Regions from separate parts of the Arachis hypogaea genome. Here region 2 is linked to region 1. The links are chromatin contacts, called in public Hi-C maps. All regions are on one chromosome and are shown on one strand. The core of a region is the stretch at or near the end of the contact, and the rest is flanking DNA. Distances in the headings are between cores, read along the strand shown.

Region 1 (5,288 bases), core at 650-3,149:
CTTTGATTTTTGCTCGAAAATGGGAGCGTTTCCTTGTTTTCGAAGCGTTTTGAGAAGTGGAAGAAGTGGAGGAAGTGGAAGAGTCTGCCATACGTAACCGTTTGTGTTGAGCGCGTGATTTTGACGCGCCATGTTATGCTTCTTTATGCGCGTGTCTTCGATTTGGGCTGGGCCAACTTGGATGCTTGCATACTTGTATGTGTAGCAGGCCCGATTGGATATTAATATCAAATCTGCCTATTCGATCCGATAGATCATAAATTTGACCAAAAATTAATAAAAAAATTTGAATCAAAGTTTTTGTTTTTTATTTTTTAATTTTAAAATGTCTCACATCTACATGTATGGTCCAATTCGATCTAAATCTAAAATTAAAAAACGTGTATATATTCAATCCAATTTAATTCTTTTTAGTGTAGATGGAATTTTAATTTTGGTCAAATCTAATCTGATTAGTCCGTGTAGTAGTGTTTTAGCACTCATTGTTTTGTATAACCACTTCTGGAGGAATCTTACAAAATAAAATGTTTCTTAATTGAAAAATTTGGTGCTTTTTTTGTACACTAATATATCTAATAATTTTTTAGTTGTGGCTCTCCAAAACAAAGCAAAATTCCGGTGAGTATACTTTTTTACGCTTCAATATATTAATCACAGTCAGTGTTCTTCTGCCGAACTAATCAAAACACTTTGCATGTAGTTAGTCTTTTCAGTGTTTCAATAAAAATATTTTGTTTACCAATCCATTTTTATTTTGAAAGTGGGAAAACACAGCCCCCCTCCCTCCCTTTTTTTAAACCTGATTTTGGGCAAATGTATGTTGCAAATTAATTCTCAATATTTCGAATTAAATTATTTTTTTTAAGTATTCAATTTTGGACTGGGATTGAAAAGAAGTATACACACCTCTTGATACTAATTTTTGTCCGTTTCTGTATTTTTTGAGCTAGACAACTAAAGATGGAGCATGCGCTTAAGTGTGACCAAAACCAGATATTTGTCATCTTCTATGCAAACATATATATCACCACCAAACTTTAATTTTTCTCTGACCTTATAATTTAATTTATGCCCTCATAATGAAGTATTCAATATATATATATATATATAATTTCTAAGAGAAATAATTTTTATACACTAAGTTTTTGTACTGTCAACACTTATTAGTTTATAAATAAAACTAAATAGTTGATCTATGCATCAAAGTGATGCCAATACACTAACTTTAATTTGATTTTGACAAATGAACTGTGATAATATTATTTTTCTTAAAATTCTAAACTAATAAAAAATAATGAATAATTATATTTATTCATATAATAATTTCTTTTAAAGTTATTTAAATTTGTTGTATATGTTATTTTTTTAATTTATTTTATATTATTTTTTATTTAGAAGATAACAATGATAAAATTCTAAAAATTTTTAGTTATAGAAAATCTAATATCATGTTATAAAATTATTAAATCTATTTTTTATATATATAAACTTAAATTTTAAAAAAAAATTTGTGACATAAATAAATTAAAAGAAAAAAAAGATAAATAGATTATTGTTCTAAACCTTTTTCTTTCTCATATATATAATTTGTTGGGTATCTTTCAAATCATCAAATATAATATATGATCATTATATGTATGTTGGTAGAATCATGGTCGATGATGACAAGGCTACAAGCCTAAGATGTGGTAGCCAAATTGTGGGTGACAGTATAAGTCATCCATATATGAGACAATAATTTTCCTTTATAAGTTTAGATGTAAATTCAAATGAGGAAAAGAAAAAAAAATATTAGATTAATCCTAATTAATGCCAATGACATGAGCATTGTGTTGAGGCCACTACTTAGTGATGGAGAGTGGGGACCCAACTAACATGATTCTGAAGAAAATTTCCTAAAATTAGGTCAAATACCTTTGTATTCTCCTTTTCAAAGATGTAATCCAATCAAAGGATTATGGTCATAGTTAGAGGAACGATTCTTTCAACACTTGTTATTAATTTATTATATTTATATATATCCTACCTTGTCAAGACTAATAGACATAAACATATGCACGTCAAAATAAAATAAAAATAAAATAAACATTGGGATGAGATGGCACATGGGTTCATACACGTGTGCCCTATCCTTTGCTTTCTAGATGCAAGCACATGTGAAGCTTGTAATAAGTTTCAATATTCATGTTCACTTGAACCAAATGATCAACAACTAACTACTTTCACTTTATGCTCTATTGGTTTTAAAATAATTGTTGTTGCTTCGATTTTTTCTTTAATATATCGTGACAATGGAATTTAAACCTATGATTTTTTTAGAGAGTAAATTATCATTTTTATTCACAAAAATAAAAAATATTGATATATTTATTCATAGAAAAAAAAAATTATTATTTATATCTATAAAATATGAATTCTGCACAATAAAATTATTCAAATACTAAAAAATCACCTAAAGAAATCCTAAATTATCCTTATCTTTACCACCGCTTTTCTGATCTCAAATCGCACCACTACCCAAACTCTTCTTCACCACCACTCTCATTTCCAACTACTACCATCACTGCCGCCATCTAAAATCTGCAAACTTTCTGGACCGGTTAGCACAAAACGATGTTGCGACGGAGAGGTGCGGCTTCGCCGCTGCCATCTCCGGAGGCAAGTCTTTGTGATTTTGAACTCCAAGTGTTCTACAAGTGTACTATAGTACGAATTTGTGTTGCATCATAGAAATTAGAAATTTAATCAAAAATGCAAACTAAAGTAAATAGATCAATAAAAATGTAAAATTGGATCAGTAGAGCGAAATAGAGGAAGCTTGAGTGGGTGAAGAACAGCATAGCGTTGGTGGGTCTAATTCCTTCTTCATTCCCAAATCCAAAACTCTAGATTTCAACATTGCCGTTAGTTTCTTAGCCTATCGCACTACTCTACTATTGCACTCAGATCCCCAAATTCCCCACTCTGCAACCACCAACCTAAAATTTTCGCAAAATTTCAATTTATTCTGATTCCAATAATACTCTAGTCTTGAGCAACATCAACAAACACCATGAACATGGAAGGATTATCGCTAATTTGCGCCCCTAGGCACCGTTGAGGAGGATAACCAAGGCAACCGCATAGGCTACACAAGGACAAATACTGCCTTGGTATTAATTTATTCATTTTCCATTTTTATTCTATAAATTCAATTCGGTGAAGCTTTTTCGGTTCCTAATGGGTCAACTATTGATACCGATCTAGTCTTGAAAAGATTCGAGAATTTTCAGAACTTGTTCAATCGCTTCTTGGACGGTCTCAGTTCGCCTTCGAACTTGGAATTCCCAGTGTAAGTTGGACTTAACTGAGACGTGCTATAAAAGAGTCAGTCGTGAGCATCACTGGAGGAGTTTCACGCGGTGGGATAATCGGATTTCCAACAAAAACGTAGGGAGATATGGAACGAGGGAAGACTAGAGGCACCGGGTTAGCGTCGTTGTTTCTAGAACGTTTGTCGAAGGAACGGGAGGCGTTTTGAGTGATGGTGGTAGTTGGGGATGAGAGTGGCGGTGAGGAAGAGTTTGGAATTGGAAAAGTGGTGGTGCGGAGTAAGAAGGGAAGTTAGAGATGGGTTATATTAGAGGGTAAATTGAAAATTTCAAATAATCTTTTTGGATTTGAATAGTTTTGTTAGTTAAAATTCTTGTTTCATGGATACAAATGGTAATTTCTTTTTTTTATGAATAGATGTGTCAACATTTTCAACTTTTGTGAGTAAAAATGGTAATTTTGTCTCTTCTATATATTACTTAATTAAATTACTCTTCATATATAATTAATTAATTTTTTAAATTATATTTAAAAAATATTAATAGAAAGATGTATATTATCATCAATTTAAGCAAAGTGCGTCATCATCATTATTCTTATGAATTAATGGACATTAATATGCCTATTAATCTAGTTATTAGTAGAGAGGTGGAGTACTATACTATCCCATACTTCCATTTTGTTAAAAAAAATAATTGTTTAAAATAATACGACCTCAATTATATGCCTTTATTTTTAATATTTAAGAGAGATAGTTTACATATATTTGATTCCTCAAAGTAATATTTTGTAGTCAAATCCCTTTTAATATAGGTATAGAAGATATTGAAGTAATAGATAATAAATAATAAATTTTTAAATAAAAGAAATAATATATTCAAAATCGTTATCATGTATAAGTATAACTAACTTTATCATTTTCACTTTCAAAATATATAAAAATATTATATTATTTTAGTCCATAATATTTAAATTAAATTTTATTTTTGTTCTTAATATTTAAAATATTATATTTTTATTTTAAATATTTTATTTCTGTCTTTTTGTCAAAATTAAAATTTTTTATCCAAAAATACCTTTTTTAGTCATATTTTTTTTGTCAATTTTACTTTTAATTCACTATAATTTTTTTTAAGTTATCAAGAACAAACTAATTTCCTGCATATCTGAGTTTCTTTTATTTAAAAATTTGTTATTAGTTAATAAATTATTATATACACAAGTTAAAATTAAACTTTTGATATTTATTTAAATAGATGATTGAATTGACCATTCAATCAATTCAAATTGAATTCAATTTACTATAACTATTATTACTACAATCACCACAATTATGATTATATTATTGTCATCTAAAAAAATGATAATGGAATACAGGAATGTTTTTAGGACCAAGCTAAACTAATTATTTAGAGGGATCATAATTCAAGTGACCAAATAAATTTCTATAATTAAAAATATATTTAGTAAAAATATAAATTATAATTTATAATCTTTATAAAATATAAAAGTTATATTTCAATTTAAAATAAGATATTTAAAATTTAGAACAATAATACTAACATTGTAATATCAATAATACAAAATTATAATTAAATAGTTAAATAAAAAACTAAATAAATAAAATAACATATAATTACATACAAACATAATAAATAATAGTCAATTAAATAAATAATCAAATATATAAAAAAATTAAATATAAAAAATACAATCAAGCAAGACTAACAGAAAAATAAAATTAATTTATTTAAATCAAGAAAAAAATTAAAATATATTTTATCTATTCTATTATTTATATATAATGTATGACTATGTGTCTTAGTTATTGATTTAATAGTATTATTTTTACAATAAAAAAATAAAAATAATTTTTTTAAAAGAAAAAAAATCACTTGTTGAATTAGAATTTTTTTTTTAATTTGAAAAAAAAATCAAAGTCTCAAACAATAAAAGATAAAAAAAATAAGAGATAA
Region 2 (5,302 bases), core at 2,301-4,800, 57 kb before region 1:
ATGATTGATATTTTGTATACGCATATATTTTTTACTTCTAAAATGTATGTTTTTCACATTTATAAAAAATAATTTTCAAATTTTAAGATTTGAATATAAAATATTATAATTATACTGTAAAATGTTTTTTATCTTGACTAATTACAAATATAATATTTTAATATACATTTAAGAAATAAAAGGTGAGCTAATAAACACATGCATTATACGCTAGTAAGTATTATATATAATTAATGACCTTTGGAATAGATTAGGTTTTGTCATTATTGTCATTGTCAAAAACAAATTCTATAATGTTATTAGTGTAAAAGAAAGTATACTAGTATATATTAAGAGTTAAGTACGATTTTGGTTTCTAATGTAGAGGTCGAAAATTTATTTTATTTTTGACTTTTTTTTTTGCTACAAAATGATTTCGAAGATTCCAGTTTATTTTAAAATTGTCCTTTTTTTATCAAATTTAAAATTTTTATTCCAAAAATATTCCTAACTAAAAATGAAAACATTGAATAAAGGAGAAAAGGAGAAGGGATTCACGCTGGTTCAGGAAAGGAAAGAGGGGACAGAAGAGGGGGAAAGGGAAGGTGGGGAAGGGAAAGGGAAGGGCCACCGTCGCTGCTCCTCGCCGTCGCTGCTCCTCTCCCCTTGGCGCTAACCCCAGAGCCACCGGGACCCTTTCCTCTCCTTCTCTCCTTCCCTGTCTCGAACCCCCTCGAACCAGAGCTCATCGCCGACGAGGAGCTGTCACAACATACACTCCTGTTGTCCACCAGCGGTGAGGCATCTACGACCTATGGTGACAAAGAATCTAAAGAAGGCAGCTGGTCTGAGACTGATGCGACGCTGGCGGCAAGGGAGGAAGAAGAGGCAGACGATGGCGGCGGCGGCGATTGCGGAGTCTCGGCGGTGGATTTGGGCTGGGCGCTGCGAACAATTTGAGCCCATGGAAAACTTGTTTCACGCTTTTGATTCCATTGAAGAAGAAGACGATACTGTTTCACTTCTATTTCTTCTGTTTTTGTTTCTGATTTCATTGAAGAAGAAGAAGAAGAAGAACATTTTCTGTTTTCTATTTTCATAATTCAGGTTATCATTTTACTTTCAATTTCTGTTTTTGGTTTGATTATGGATTAGTTTAGCTGGATATTGATTTTCTGTTACTGGATTTTAGAAAATGGTTAATTGTATACATGATCCATTGTTGTTGTTGTTATTCTGGTCTGGTTGTTGTTGTTTCATTGGTGTTGCTTCTGTTTTTGCTTTCTACTTCTGTCTGCTTTTGTTTTTGCTTTTGCTTCTGATTCTGCTTTTGTTGTTGCTCTAATTCTATTATCCATTGTTATTGTTACGTTGTTGTTGATTCTGCTTCTGCTTTTTGCTTCTACTTTCCGTTTCTATTTTTGTTTTTGTTTGTGCCTTTGCGCCTCTATTTCTGGTTGATTTTGGGGAAGAAGAGGGAATGATATTTTCGTCTAAAGGACGATTTTAAAATTAAATTAAACTTTTGGGACCATTTTATAGCCAAAAAGAGACAAAAAACAAAATAAATTTTCGATCTCTACATTAGGAACCAAAATCGTACTTAACCCTATATATTAACGGTTATAGCTCTTTCTCCTTAACTGATGGTAAGGTGAAATTATGCACATGCAAATTAGAGAAATGCTAATGCTAATGCTGGCTGCACTACAAGAAAACAAGCTTTTTGCTACGCTTTTAAAGCGTGGCGAAAAGTCCAAAAAAGCGTAGCGATAATTTTTTGCCACGCTTTTTGAGCTACCGGCACGCTTTTGAAAGGGTCACAACTGCAAGGGTGTCGGTTGCTCTATCGCTACGCTTTTGGTGACCTATCGCCACGCTTTTTTTTTTGCCACATTTTTAAAGATCGCCATACTTTAAAAGCGTGGCCAAATGTGTCAAATATGGCTACACTTTTAAAGCGTGCCAATAGCAAGATATGGCTACGCTTTTAAAGCGTGCCAATAACATACCATATGGCTACGCTTTAAAAGCGTGCCAATAGCAAGAGATATGACTACGCTTTTAAAGCGTGCCAATAGCTGTGAGATACAGCTACACTTTTAAAGCGTGGCTGTTTATGCTACTGTACATTATGGCTACGCTTTTAAAGCGTGCCAATAGAGGTTTATATGGCTACGCTGAGAGAGAGAGAGAGAGAGAGAGAGAGAGAGAGAGAGAGAGAGAGAGAGAGAGAGACTAAACTTGTTGGTTTTCATTAGAATAAGCTTGCTTTTGAATGAAACAATGACTAGACAAAGCTCTATTCATACAAGAAATCAAAGCTCTATGGAGAATCATGATAAAACTATGGGACATACTCCCAGCCTTAAAATTATCCAGCAACAAATGACAAAAGTTCTTCTCATTGCGTCTTAGCTGTATCCCTTCATTTTACGGGTACAACACTATATCAATACTTAATGAAGAAACATATTTGCATTAGACACTAAAACAGTTAATGAGAATATCCGCACAAGCAATTTCTTCTGCAGAGCAAATAACATGAAGTGCATCTTCTAGACAGCAGTTTTCAGGTGTCCTCATTATCTGTTTCATAGTATCAAATCTCAAATAATACTGTCATTAGCCTCCCAGGATCTGCAGTAGAAAAGGAAATATCAGCAACCAGTTTGGATTCTAATTTCTGTAAATATAGCATGATAATAAATTATACTTGAAGATAACATACCTAATGGGCTCAAGAGGAAACCATCTTCATCAATCTCTACCATTTGATGCTGAGATAACTCGTTAACTTTCTTAACACAAATATCTAACATAACATAGCTTCAATAATTAATGAAGGGAAATAGGAGGAAAACAAAAACCTTGGAGAAAGAGAGGGATAAAAATAGAAAGTTATAAGCTCAACTGTAGGACAACAATTGCACCTTGAACATGCTTCACTAAACGATCACCAGAAATTCCTTTCTTAATTGAATAGTTCTCAGGGTTCTGCTTGCAGATAAAAATTTTCATCAGACCAAATTGGAGAAACTCAATCGTAAATCTGAAAGACATTCTTAATTACATACCTTTTTCATTCTAACATACAAGTATGAGCATTGCAACCACTCAATTGCTTTTGTAATATCAGTTACTGTCAGTTGAACTATTTTCGCAAGTAAATGTTCCGTCACACATGGAAGCAATCTATTTGAAGAAAATATCATAATGAGAAACCACCGTAAATGTAGCGTGTTTACATAACAGGATCAACATGGCCATCATATCCTTCTTCAACTTAGAAAGAGGCAGCCTTACTGTGATTCCACTACTTCACATCCATTTAAGAGATTCTCATACAAATGAACCTGAAATAAAAAGAGTAAATTGAATTTTGGGAGAGTAAAAGTGAAAAAAGCATTATATAGGACAATAACACAGAGAAGTGATCACTCAAAGGATTAAGAGAAGGAGGACAGTAAAAAATGCATGCAAATGTAGCTCGGTTCACCGTTTCTCTCCTTGTCATGATTATAACCAAGCCTGTATCATCAAATGGTGGTCGCCCTGCCCTTCCACACATCTGTGCAATAAAATAGTGGGACAACCTAACACTGAAAAATCCTCAAGAATTGACTTCCCCCACCCTTACCATTTCTGGAAACAAACCTTCTCAAATAGAAAGTCATTCTTGGCTGGGGCATAACCTGCATAAATTTAATAGTACAACAAATTTGCACAAGTCAAAATAATATCAATGATTATGAGCCAAGACAATAACCACTATACACAAGAGTTAACTTCCCAGTTCAGATTTTTATCTCGTTCTTTTGGTTGTGGGGACAATATTAAAATCTAAATAGATGACCATATAAAATTTTTTACAAAATCAGTATATTAAAATTAAATAAACTCTAATAATAATAATAATATATACCGAATTATTGGCACAAACACCACCATCAATGAGGTTGAATTCATGCACATTTCCTTTTGGCTCTTTATTGGTGAACTGGAGAGCAGGGAGATAGGTTGGTGCAGCTGATGTGCCAGTGGCATATGTCTGATAATTTTGCATCCAAGCAAGGCGATTTCTTAATCTGCATCAATGAAAGTTAACAAGTCAACAAAAATGAACGCGGGAACTGATTGAGTTGAATCATTGAACAGTGAATATAATTCATTTCATTCAGAGTTCATATCTTTTTCTGGTCAAGTTAAAGGCAATGCAACAGCTCCAGTTCAATCTCAGCATAGAGTAAACACAGAACACAGCATGAATTTTTCGAAGAAGCATCAATTACCGATTGAAGATTTTTGTTGAGTGTCTGCAGGTCATCAGCACTACTTCAAACAACTTTGATGGTGATATGGGGGTTTCTGAATAACTCTTCAAGTCCAATCCTGTTGGAATTTCTTGAATTGCATGAGTTCCACCTATACAACGAAAACCAAACCAAATTTTTTCAATGCCTAATAGAACTTACAACTATCATAAGCCTGTAATCAAATACCTATATCAATTCATTCAAACTAGTAAAAATTATCATTGAAGCAACTTTTCTAAAAACTGAAGTTGTTCAGTAGAGGCATGTAAATACTTGTATATCTAATATGCATGCCCCTCACAACCACTTATTTTGGGCTTATTGCATGGACAATGCAGATGTCTACCCATATATTGTGCTAAAATACAATTTTAGGATTGGGACAATAAGGATCAAACTCTAAAAATCTTTATCACAAAGGTTCTGAATATCACCATATCATGAACCATCATAGCTCTCAAAAGCTATTGAATAAAGAGGCACAAGAATGTTTCTCTATCTAATGAAATTAAGCAACTCAACTACACACTTCATATTTGATCAAAAATTATAATTAAAAACAACAAATTCATACCATTAACAGTAGGTTCAGCAGTCTTTATAGAAGAAACCCTGCATTATTTGATCAAAATTATTTATCAAAAAGAAACACATTATTTGCATGCCGTTCATACAAAAATAGGAGGAAATATGGTATATATTAGAAGGAGAAAACTGAAAGTAAAGCAATGGAATAAAAGTCAAGGTAATTAACATGCACAACAAGGAATAAGCTTGGCATAATCGAAAATGTTTGAAGTGGGACAGTAGATAAATGCGCAGCAATTGTTTCATCCTATTAAACAAGTTGGACAAGGCAGTAGCTTCCTTCAGAAAAGCTAGTAGCAAAGAATGAAATTAACCTGTTGCATTTTCAAATTGGCATCACTTACCCTCAGAGAAGAAGGAAATTCATTCCAAAAGATCTACCTAGAATTCTCTTCGTTTCACATTTTCTCACCAACATT

What was found. Hi-C and Micro-C count contacts between places; a contact is called where the count stands out from the background.
Region 2: a Hi-C map of leaf shows a contact between it and region 1, with 2.5 times the contacts expected there. The contact joins the promoter of LOC140181254 here to the enhancer-like site in region 1. A contact is called at or near these places in 2 of 8 Hi-C or Micro-C datasets (both in leaf).

Annotation. Positions count from the first base shown.
Region 1 is chr18:15,196,487-15,201,774 of arahy.Tifrunner.gnm2.J5K5, reverse strand. No RefSeq gene overlaps it. Among protein-coding and RNA genes, the nearest start is that of LOC140181677, 5.1 kb to the left of the region's middle. Within about 2 kb of position 1,899, at least 2 of the 3 cell types and tissues checked have open chromatin away from gene starts, as enhancers often do.
Region 2 is chr18:15,255,237-15,260,538 of arahy.Tifrunner.gnm2.J5K5, reverse strand. LOC140181254 (DExH-box ATP-dependent RNA helicase DExH17-like) reads right to left here and starts at 3,550. Exons shown (of 6, transcript XM_072224780.1): 1 at 3,479-3,550; 2 at 3,286-3,335; 3 at 3,057-3,174; 4 at 2,913-2,976; 5 at 2,711-2,794; 6 at 2,582-2,619. The coding sequence starts at 3,550. The coding sequence ends at 2,582. LOC112772316 reads right to left here. Exons shown (of 9, transcript XM_025817234.2): 4 at 4,870-4,907; 5 at 4,272-4,404; 6 at 3,905-4,067; 7 at 3,057-3,674; 8 at 2,711-2,976; 9 at 2,214-2,619. The coding sequence ends at 3,576.